2 separate regions of the Sus scrofa genome follow, and region 2 is linked to region 1. The links are chromatin contacts, called in public Hi-C maps. All regions are on one chromosome and are shown on one strand. The core of a region is the stretch at or near the end of the contact, and the rest is flanking DNA. Distances in the headings are between cores, read along the strand shown.

Region 1 (4,262 bases), core at 1,244-3,743:
TGTGTTTACAGCAGGCATGCCTAGCACAAAAGAAAAAGAATATGTGTGTGACCTGAATATGTATACTGAATATATATTATACACACACACACACACAGGTGTACGTGTGTGTGCACTTGAAAATATCTGCAGCAAGTTGTGCCTTTGCCGTGAAGGAATGCACTTTTCTTTTTGTTTTTCTTTCTTTTTATGGCCACATATGGAAGTTCCCCGGACCAAGGGGTGAATCAAAGCCACAGTTGCCAGCCTACACCACAGCCACAGCAACACCAGATCTGAGCCACATCTGCCACCCACATCGCAGCTCACGGCAACACTGGATCCTCAATCCATTGAGCAAGGCCAGGGATCGAACCTGCATCCTCACAGATACCAGAAGCGTTCTTAACCTGCTGAGCAGCAATGGGAACTCCAGGCGTGTACATTTCAATCAGAGTCAGCACTGAAGGATAGATATTTATGTGCCTGCATATGCATAGCTCACACATTCATGGGAGCACATGCGTGATATCCACACACGTCCTGTGGGTGTCCTCTGTCAATTTTGTGCATCTCTATAGGATAGGAGGTGTGTAAAATCTGGCCCGTACCAAGCCCCCACCAAGTGTTGGTTATTTTTCCCCTAAATAGATCTAATTACACACCTCAACACATGCATGCAGTTTGGGATGGGGCCGCCCTGTATAAATCTGGGTCTCAGGGTTAGTGTTCGAATGTCTACCTCGCAGAGGATGCTGGGAATGTGTCTGTGAGTCTAAGGGTCCGTGTGCTCACACGTGGTGTCCACATCCGTGTGAAGCTCTGTCCTCCTGTCCCCTGGGACCCTGACAGGGAGAACAGCTGGGCAGCTGCTGCCTGGCCCCACATTCCTGTCCCACAGGGCTGCTCCGAGGCAGGGAGGCTGGAGCTGACATCCCCACCCCCACTCTTGGCTGACATGGGTCCACAGTGTCACGCAAGGTACATGCAGGCCGCCCAGGGCCACTGACCAGGCAAGTGGGAAACCTGGAGCCTGCCCCCCTCCCTGTCCCTACAAAGCCTCCCATCTCCACGTTCTGTCAGCTCCCACCCTAAATCTCTCAATTTGTCCGTTCCCCTCTCGGTCCCCTCTCACCACAGCAATAGCCTCTTGTGCCTCCTAATCCACTCTCCACACAGCAGCGAAAGTGATCCCTTAGAAATGCAAATCGCACCCCTTCGCTCCTTCACCCGCTTAAACCCACTTAATGACTTCACACCCCTCATCGTCAGACGAGGTCTAAAATCCCCTGCACGGCCTCTGAGGCTGGGCCTGACCACCCCAGCCATGTCTCCCACCCTCTCCGTGGCCCCAGCTCCTGCACACAGCCGCCTTCCCCTTCCAGCACCCGCAGCCCTTCAGTTCCCTCGGCCTGGAATGCTCTGCTCCTTCCCGGCTTCTTCTACCCCCCTCACCTCTGGATGCCTCTAATTACAGCTCCCCCAGTCTGGTGCTTTCCTGTCGCCCTGTAAGTCTCTCCACAGCCCTGAGAACCCAGGCAGTTCTGTAGTTGTCTTGCTGTGTCATCCTTGTCTCCCCTATGGGCTCTGAGGTATCCTGGTCGTCAGGTGCTGCCCACAGGCTCAGGTCTTTGTGGCTCAGGGGAAACCAGCTCCCAGGAAGCCTGTGGTATCCTGGGAGAGACACAGACACAGAAAAGACTGTTAGGTTAGTGAGCGTATTGAGATCCGCAAGGAGGGGTGAGAGGGGGGCCAATAGAGCTGGCCCTTAAGAAATAAGAGCGAGGAGTTCCCCGGCGGCTCAATGGGTTAAGGATCCAGTGTTGTCTCTGCTATAGCGCAGGTCACTGCTGTGGTGTGGGTTCAGTTCCTGGCTTGGGAACTTTCCCCTGCCATAGGCATGGCCAAGAAAAAAAAAGAGAGAGAGAAGGAAAAGAAGAGCAAGCCAGGACAGAGCATTCCAGAGAATGAAAGAGCAGCCACAAAAACCACAGCATGCACAGCTAGCTGTTATTGCAGCATCAGTGATAACATGGGAAGTGGTAAGAAGTAAAACTGGGAAGGCCAGTGGGGGACCGGATCATGGGACCTCAAACCCCTTCTCATTTGTATTAAATGATTAGACATCTATCAGCCCAAGAACCCAAAGTCCCATCTGGGTTGGGGACACTCTTGTCCATCAGGCACCACATGACTGAGAGGTGGCTTCCTTCATGCCTGCTGGCACCAGCTCAAGGACCCCTGGGGTGGCTGAGGAGTTGGTGGCCCCCGAAGCCCACTTATCAGCAGAAAGGAGAGGCCCAGGGAGGAGCAGTGATTTCACCTCACATCCCTAGCTCAGCCAAGTGTCAGCCCAAATTGGGCCACCCAGCCTGCTCAGAGGCTGTGCCCCTGGGATCAGGGGTCAGGGGTCAGGCAGCTCCTTCCCCAGGAAGGCTCCGGTCCTCCTCTAAGTGGAGGAGACCAGCCTCTCACACAGGCCCCAGGCAGGAGCTCAGGCAAAGCAGCAGATTAGCTGTGTGAGGAGGCCCTGGCGGGGACCGAGGGGGCGGGGCCTCGGTCAGGGGGCCGGGAGCCCCAGTTCTCCCCTTTCAGTCGCTGCTTCTGCTAATTCAGGCCCCCAGGGGCTTGCTGGGTCTGCCCTGGACCCAGCCGCTTCATCTTCCAACATCTCCCAGCAAAGCCCCTTTGTTCTCCCTTTTGCAAAAGGTGGTAGGAGCTGCTACAGCCCCCTTCCCTCGGCGCCCCCCTCCTCCCTCAGCCTCCAAACCAGAGGCCCCCAAGAACTTTCCAGGGGAGGTAGCTAAAACAGCTAGAAGTTCCCGTCTTGGCGCAGCGGAAACGAATCCGACTAGAACCACGAGGTTGTGGGCTCAATCCCTGGCCTTGCTCACTGGGTTAAGGATCCAGCATTGCCGTGAGCAGTGGTGTAGGTCGCAGACAAGGCTGGGATCCTGCTTTGCTATGGCTGTGGTATAGGCCGGAAGCCATAGCTCTGATTCGGCCCCTAGTCTGGGAACTTCCATATGCCTTGGGTGCGGCCCTAAAAGCAAAAAAAAGAAAAAAAAAAAAATCTAGCTGCTGATCAAGACAGACCTCAGAATCCATCTCCCTGCCTGAGTTTGTACCCCCTGCTCCTCCGTGCAGGCGGGGTCCCCAAACTGGGGATTTTACTTGTCTTGGGACTAGGATGGTTTTGGCTGTCTCAGAGACCCATCCAGCTGTGAGGCGCATGTCCTCAGAAGCCCCAGGGGCGATCTGGCTGGGTCCCCACTCCTAGTGAGCAGGCCGGCTCCGTCCTCTCTGAGTCATGCCCTTGCACGAAGGCTCACGTTTAGCAGGGCCCCACACTTGGTTTAATGCTCTGCTGTCATCATCTTGAAATTCTTGCTTTTTTTTTTTTAAATGACCGCACCCTTAGCATATGGAAGTTCCTGGACCAGGGATTGAATCTGAGCCACAGCAATAATGCCAGATCCTTTAGCCCACTGCACCGGGCTGGGGATGGAACCCATGCCTCCACTGGGACCTGGGCCCTTACAATCAGATCCTGAACCCACTGCGCCACAGTAGAAGTCCATCAGCTTGAAAATCTTTTTTATTTTTTTTTTTTCTTTTTGACTTTTCTAGGGCCGCTCCCGCGGCATATGGAGGTTCCCAGGCTAGGGGTCTTATCAGAGCTATGGCTTAACCCACTGAGCAAGGCCAGGGATCGAATCCCCTAGTCGGATTCGTTAACCACTGAGCCACGACAGGAACTCCCCAGCTTGAAATTCTTAATTGTGAGCAAGCTGTACAGCATTTTCATTTTACAGTGAACCTGACAAATTATACAGCCAGGCCTGCCTAGAGTTTTGGAGGAAGCCCAGGAGACAGCCAGCCTGAGGACACGTGGGTTCTGGTCCCAGCTTAGCCCTGGATGGTCTGCGAGCCAGGGCAAGTCCTTATCCTCCCCCTGGAACTCAGTTTCCCCAAGAGGATGCTGACTTGGAGTAGGAAACTAGTTTAGCTCGAATGCTGCCTGGAACTACCCCAAAGCCAGGCTCAATGGGGGCCTAAATAATTTAGAGATCATTCAAGACCAGGAGGAGGAGTTCCCGCTGTGGCACAATGGGAATGGTGGCTTCTTGGGAGCGCTGGGATACAGGTTCGATCTTCAGCCCAGCACAGTGGGTTAAGGATCCAGCATTGCTGTGGCTGTGGCTTAGGTAGCGACTATGGCTCAGGATCTGATCCCCTGCCCGGGAGCTCCGTATGTCGTGGAGTGGCCCAAAATTAGGAAA
Region 2 (4,262 bases), core at 1,315-3,814, 220 kb before region 1:
CTGGAGAGCTTACTCCAGGCCTGGATCTACTCTGGCTCTGCACAGTCACAGGCCTCAGTCTCTCCTTCTGCCCAGTGGGTCGCTAGCTCAGGGTGCTCTCAGCCATGGCGACACTCTACTCTTGGCATGAGATGGAGAGGGCAGACTCTCCAACAGCACCCAGAAGCCTTTGCTTCTGCTGTGGCCTCATGTGGTTTCTACCTGGCTTTGTGTTTCATTTCTCTGAAAGAGGTGCAGGAGGAAAGGAGGTAATAGGAAGAAGTGGGGGCAGAGGGCTGGGGAGAGCCCTGCTCCATGTATAGAACTGTGATTAAGAGTGTGGGGTGGGACTAGGATCCAGGAGGATACGGGTTCGATTCCTGGCCGCGCTCCATGGGTTAAGGATCCAGCATTGCCATGAGCTGTGGTGTAGGTCGCAGATGCCGCTCGGATCCAGCGTTGCTTTGGCTGTGGGGTAGGCCGGCAGCTGCAGCTCCAGTTCAACCCTAGCCTGGGAACCTCCATATCCGCAGGTGTGTCCCTAAAAAGCAACAACAACAACAACAACAACAAAAAGAGTGTGGGTTCCCAGGCCCATCTAGCCTGTTTCTTCTTCCTTCGCTACCAAAATGTTTCCATGCAGGGTAGGGCTGCCCCCTCGCAGTGACCCACTGGGGTCACCTCTTGGCTGTGGGGATAACATGCAGGATAAGGTCGAGCGGATAGGAGTTGAGACCCACTTCCCATGCTGATTTGGACTCATGGTGGCAAAAGCCTGGCTAACCTGCCCTCCCCAGACCACAGATGGCCCCAGGCTCGTCTGCCCCTCCCCACACTCAACTGCAGAGCTTGAAGGAACGGGACCTGCAGACACCTGCAGCTGAGGGCAGCCAGATGCCAGAGAGTGCCAGTTCTCTCAGCTGGACCGCACCAGGCCCTGTACATGTCCTGTGGGTCCACTCTGCCCAGCATGAGAGACAGGGGCTAGACAGTGGGAGGGACCCCCTGGTGAGATGAGTGGGTGACTTGGGAGCCAGCTGCTCTCTGAGGAAGCCCCCGTCAGCGAGTATAATCCGTCTCCCTCAGGATAGGGTTTGTTGGGAAGTTGCTCCTTCCCACCTCCAACTCTCCAACCAGCCTGAAAACCCCAGGGATGCAGATGGTGGATGAGTCACCTGTTCAAGAGCTCAGGAGGCCCAGTTTAGATCCAGTTTGATGAGAAAGACACAGCCCTGCCTCAGGGAGCCCCAGTCTGAGGGGGGACATAGCCATGCCCTCAGGGAATCCCGGTCTGAGAGGGAGACGCAGCCCTGACTCAGAGAGCCCCAGTCTGAGGGGAGGCACAGCCCTGACTCAGGGAGCCCCGTTTGGTGGGGAAATGACATGTGTTCCCTACTTGCTCCCTCCCTGGAGTTGCTTGTCCCCCCAGCCCCATTCTCTGCTCTCCGGGAGCTTTCCTTCCCCAGGGAGGGTTGGTTGGAGCATTGGGCACGCCAGGCTGGCTCTGCAGCCTCCTCCGTGCTGACTCCAGGGCCGCTCACCATCATGCATAAAGTCTGTGTAGCCAGAGTGTGAGAGTTCCAGGCAGGGCGACCGAGTCACGGTGAATCAAGGGTGACCTTGGACACCCCTCACCCCGACAACAGTGGCAAAGGGACATGAGAGCCAGGACAAGAACAGGTGCTCACTGCCCCCAGCCCTGCCTCAGGTTTGGGTGGCGCATGCGTGTGGGAAGCGAGTGCAGCCCACATCACCCCATCTTGGCAGACACGGGGGGCGGAGTGAATCACTGAGAAAGAGGTGGGTGTCTGGAAGCCAGATGTGGCCCAGCTGTTTGGGGCAGCGAGCCCAGCCACTCCAGACCAGATGTGGTAGCACTCGTGTCTCCCTCCGCCCTCTGTGTCCAGGAGCTTGGAAGCACTTCTGGGGAGGACCCCTTGCCCTGGGCGGGACCAAGGACTCTCTCCCTACTGCGAGCTGTTATCTCCCCCGATCAGGCAGGTGGTCCCCAGGGTAAGAGCAGGGCCTCTGCACCGCGGGTTCACCTGTGCCTGCACACCTTCGCTGAAGCTGGAATGCTAAGACAGAGGGCAGAGGCCACGTCTGCCCCACCAGATTAGAGGGTCCGAAGGAAGACAGGAACAGTGGTCCCTCAGACGTAGCTGGGGCTCCCCAAGGACAGGGGCTGAGTCTGCCCATCACACGGTAACTCCCTGCGGCAGACGTCAGCACCACTTCCCCAACAGATCAGGAGTTCCCTGAAGGCTGACTTCCTCTCTCTCCCCATAAGACTGGGGCTCCCCGAGGTCAGGGCTGCGGGTCTCTGTCACCCCCGGGGTCCCGGTCAAGTCAGAGCTGAGTCTCACCCTCAGGCTGCCTCCCCCAGCGTCTGCCACAATTCCCTTCCCATCGTATTGGGCCACCGCCCCATTCATTGAGGCTTCCCTGTGTCTCCTGTGGTCCCTCCTGTGGTCATTTCACTCTCAGTGGCTGGGAAGGGAGCAGATTCCCAGCAGCTCCAGCCTGGCCCGTGACTCAGCACCTCAGCCTTTCTTCCTCTGCCGGAGCAGCCTCAGGCCGCACATCATGATGGGGAAACCCCTCTGGTTCTCTGCTTCTCTGCTTCTCTGACGTCTGTGCCTGTCTCCCTTGTCCTCCCCGTCAGCACGGCCCCCTCCCTGCCCACACACGCAGACTCTGCTCCTAATCCACTAGCAGAGATTATGAGGAAGGAGTGTGTCACCCACGTGGCTTCCTTGTAACTTCACGAGCCTGGGATGTGCGTGGGGAATGTGGTCTCCACTTGGCAAGTGAGGAATCGGGCTCAGAGAGGGCGAGAGACCTGCTCAGGGGCACACAGCTCCTGGGTGGCAGTCTGGAAACACGGGCAGGATCCAACCACGCATGTTCCCCAGCCAGGTAGCCTGGATGGCGTGGCTTGCTCAGCCTCTGCTTGGGGTGTCTGATGTAACACTTCTCCTGTCTTCCTTCAGATACTCTGATCTGATGGGGAGCCGCGCCTCTGCCCTCAGCCCGTTGTCCTCAGCGCCCCCTGCAGGTGCTCACAGTCTTGGGGAGAGAAGACAGGAAGAACCCAATAGCCTCCGGGAGGTAAATGACGACAGTGCTCGAGCGGAGCCAGCCATGCCATTGGGGTTGCCTGGCTGGATAAGTGAGTGACTTGCAGCAGAGCCCAAGTGCCAGGGGCTGGAGTGGCTCTGTGGGTTTGGCTCAAGGGTGCCTGGGCTGGTGGGCTTCCACAGACCAGACAGGGGACATTCTAGTTGCTCGATGGAAGGACAGCCTGAGCTCTGTGAGGTGGGGGTGTGTGGGGAGATAGCACTGTGTCTTTCCTCGTGGCATCGCTGTGTCCATTTAATGGATGAGAAAAGTTGGCCCAGAGAGGGACTTCACTTGGCCAAGAGCATGCGGCTCCCAGCCTTGAACCCGCGTCTGTCAGACCTCAAAGCCTTCATTCCCGTGAGGCGGGAGGCTGAATATTGCCCAGTCCTGTCCCTGCTCCTGCTGGGTTCTGTTGGACCTGCTTTGGCCCCATGGTTCGAATCCTGACTCTGTCCTTACCAGCTGTGTGGTTGTGGGAAAGTTATACAACCTCTCTGAGCCTCTGTTTCCCCATGGGTGTAATGTCATAGTACTTACATTGAGGTATAATTGGTATTTGTGAGTTGGTCACCCCAAGTAATTCTATGAAGATGTTGGCCTCTTCCTTCTCCCCAACCCCAACCCTCCCTCGGTCTAAGAGTGATTGAGAGTTTGGACTTGGCAAGATGGGGCTAAGGTCTCTCTGGGGGTGGGACATTCCCCAAGGGGCTCTCAGGCCCCTCCTTGGGAGTTTGGGGGGTGCAGGGGGAAGCAGGAAGCCTTACTTCCCATGGGTTCCATCCATCTCGGGTCTCCACTCCTCTCCCCACAGCAGAGTGTGGGCATGTGAGCTCCTGGCACGTACCCGGTGATAAGGCCCACCCAGCAGGCAGGACGTGGGCTACGTGAGGGGCCAGCGGAGGCGGCTGCTTTGGCCAGCAGCTGCCTGCCCAGCTCAAGGGGCCAAGGCCGGGAGGCTGGGCTGTGGGGTCCATTGTCTGCCCGCCTCCCCCCGCTCTGGCGAGCACAGACTCAGCAGCAGCCGGCAGCGGGCTCTTGGCAGAAGCTCTGGTCCTGCTCCCCCCACGCAGGCACGCCCTGGCCCGCACGTCCTCGCCTGGGCCTCCAGCCACCATGGCGCTGCCTGCTGCGCCGGCCACTGCTGCGCCTGGCCTCCAGGG

What was found. Hi-C and Micro-C count contacts between places; a contact is called where the count stands out from the background.
Region 2: a Hi-C map of embryonic fibroblasts shows a contact between it and region 1, with 2.1 times the contacts expected there. The contact joins two enhancer-like sites. A contact is called at or near these places in 1 of 5 promoter capture datasets (liver), 3 of 47 Hi-C or Micro-C datasets (embryonic fibroblasts, fetal heart ventricle and skeletal muscle) and 2 of 2 datasets of contacts at active chromatin or transcription factors (alveolar macrophages and skeletal muscle).

Annotation. Positions count from the first base shown.
Region 1 is chr7:38,843,677-38,847,938 of Sscrofa11.1, reverse strand. No RefSeq gene overlaps it. Among named protein-coding and RNA genes, the nearest start is that of TRNAV-AAC, 93 kb to the right of the region's middle. Within about 2 kb of position 2,493, at least 12 of the 83 cell types and tissues checked have an H3K27ac peak or open chromatin away from gene starts, as enhancers often do. A contact at or near this core is called in embryonic fibroblasts, where this site is marked.
Region 2 is chr7:39,067,968-39,072,229 of Sscrofa11.1, reverse strand. No RefSeq gene overlaps it. Among named protein-coding and RNA genes, the nearest start is that of TMEM63B, 68 kb to the left of the region's middle. Within about 2 kb of position 2,564, at least 28 of the 83 cell types and tissues checked have an H3K27ac peak or open chromatin away from gene starts, as enhancers often do. A contact at or near this core is called in embryonic fibroblasts, where this site is marked.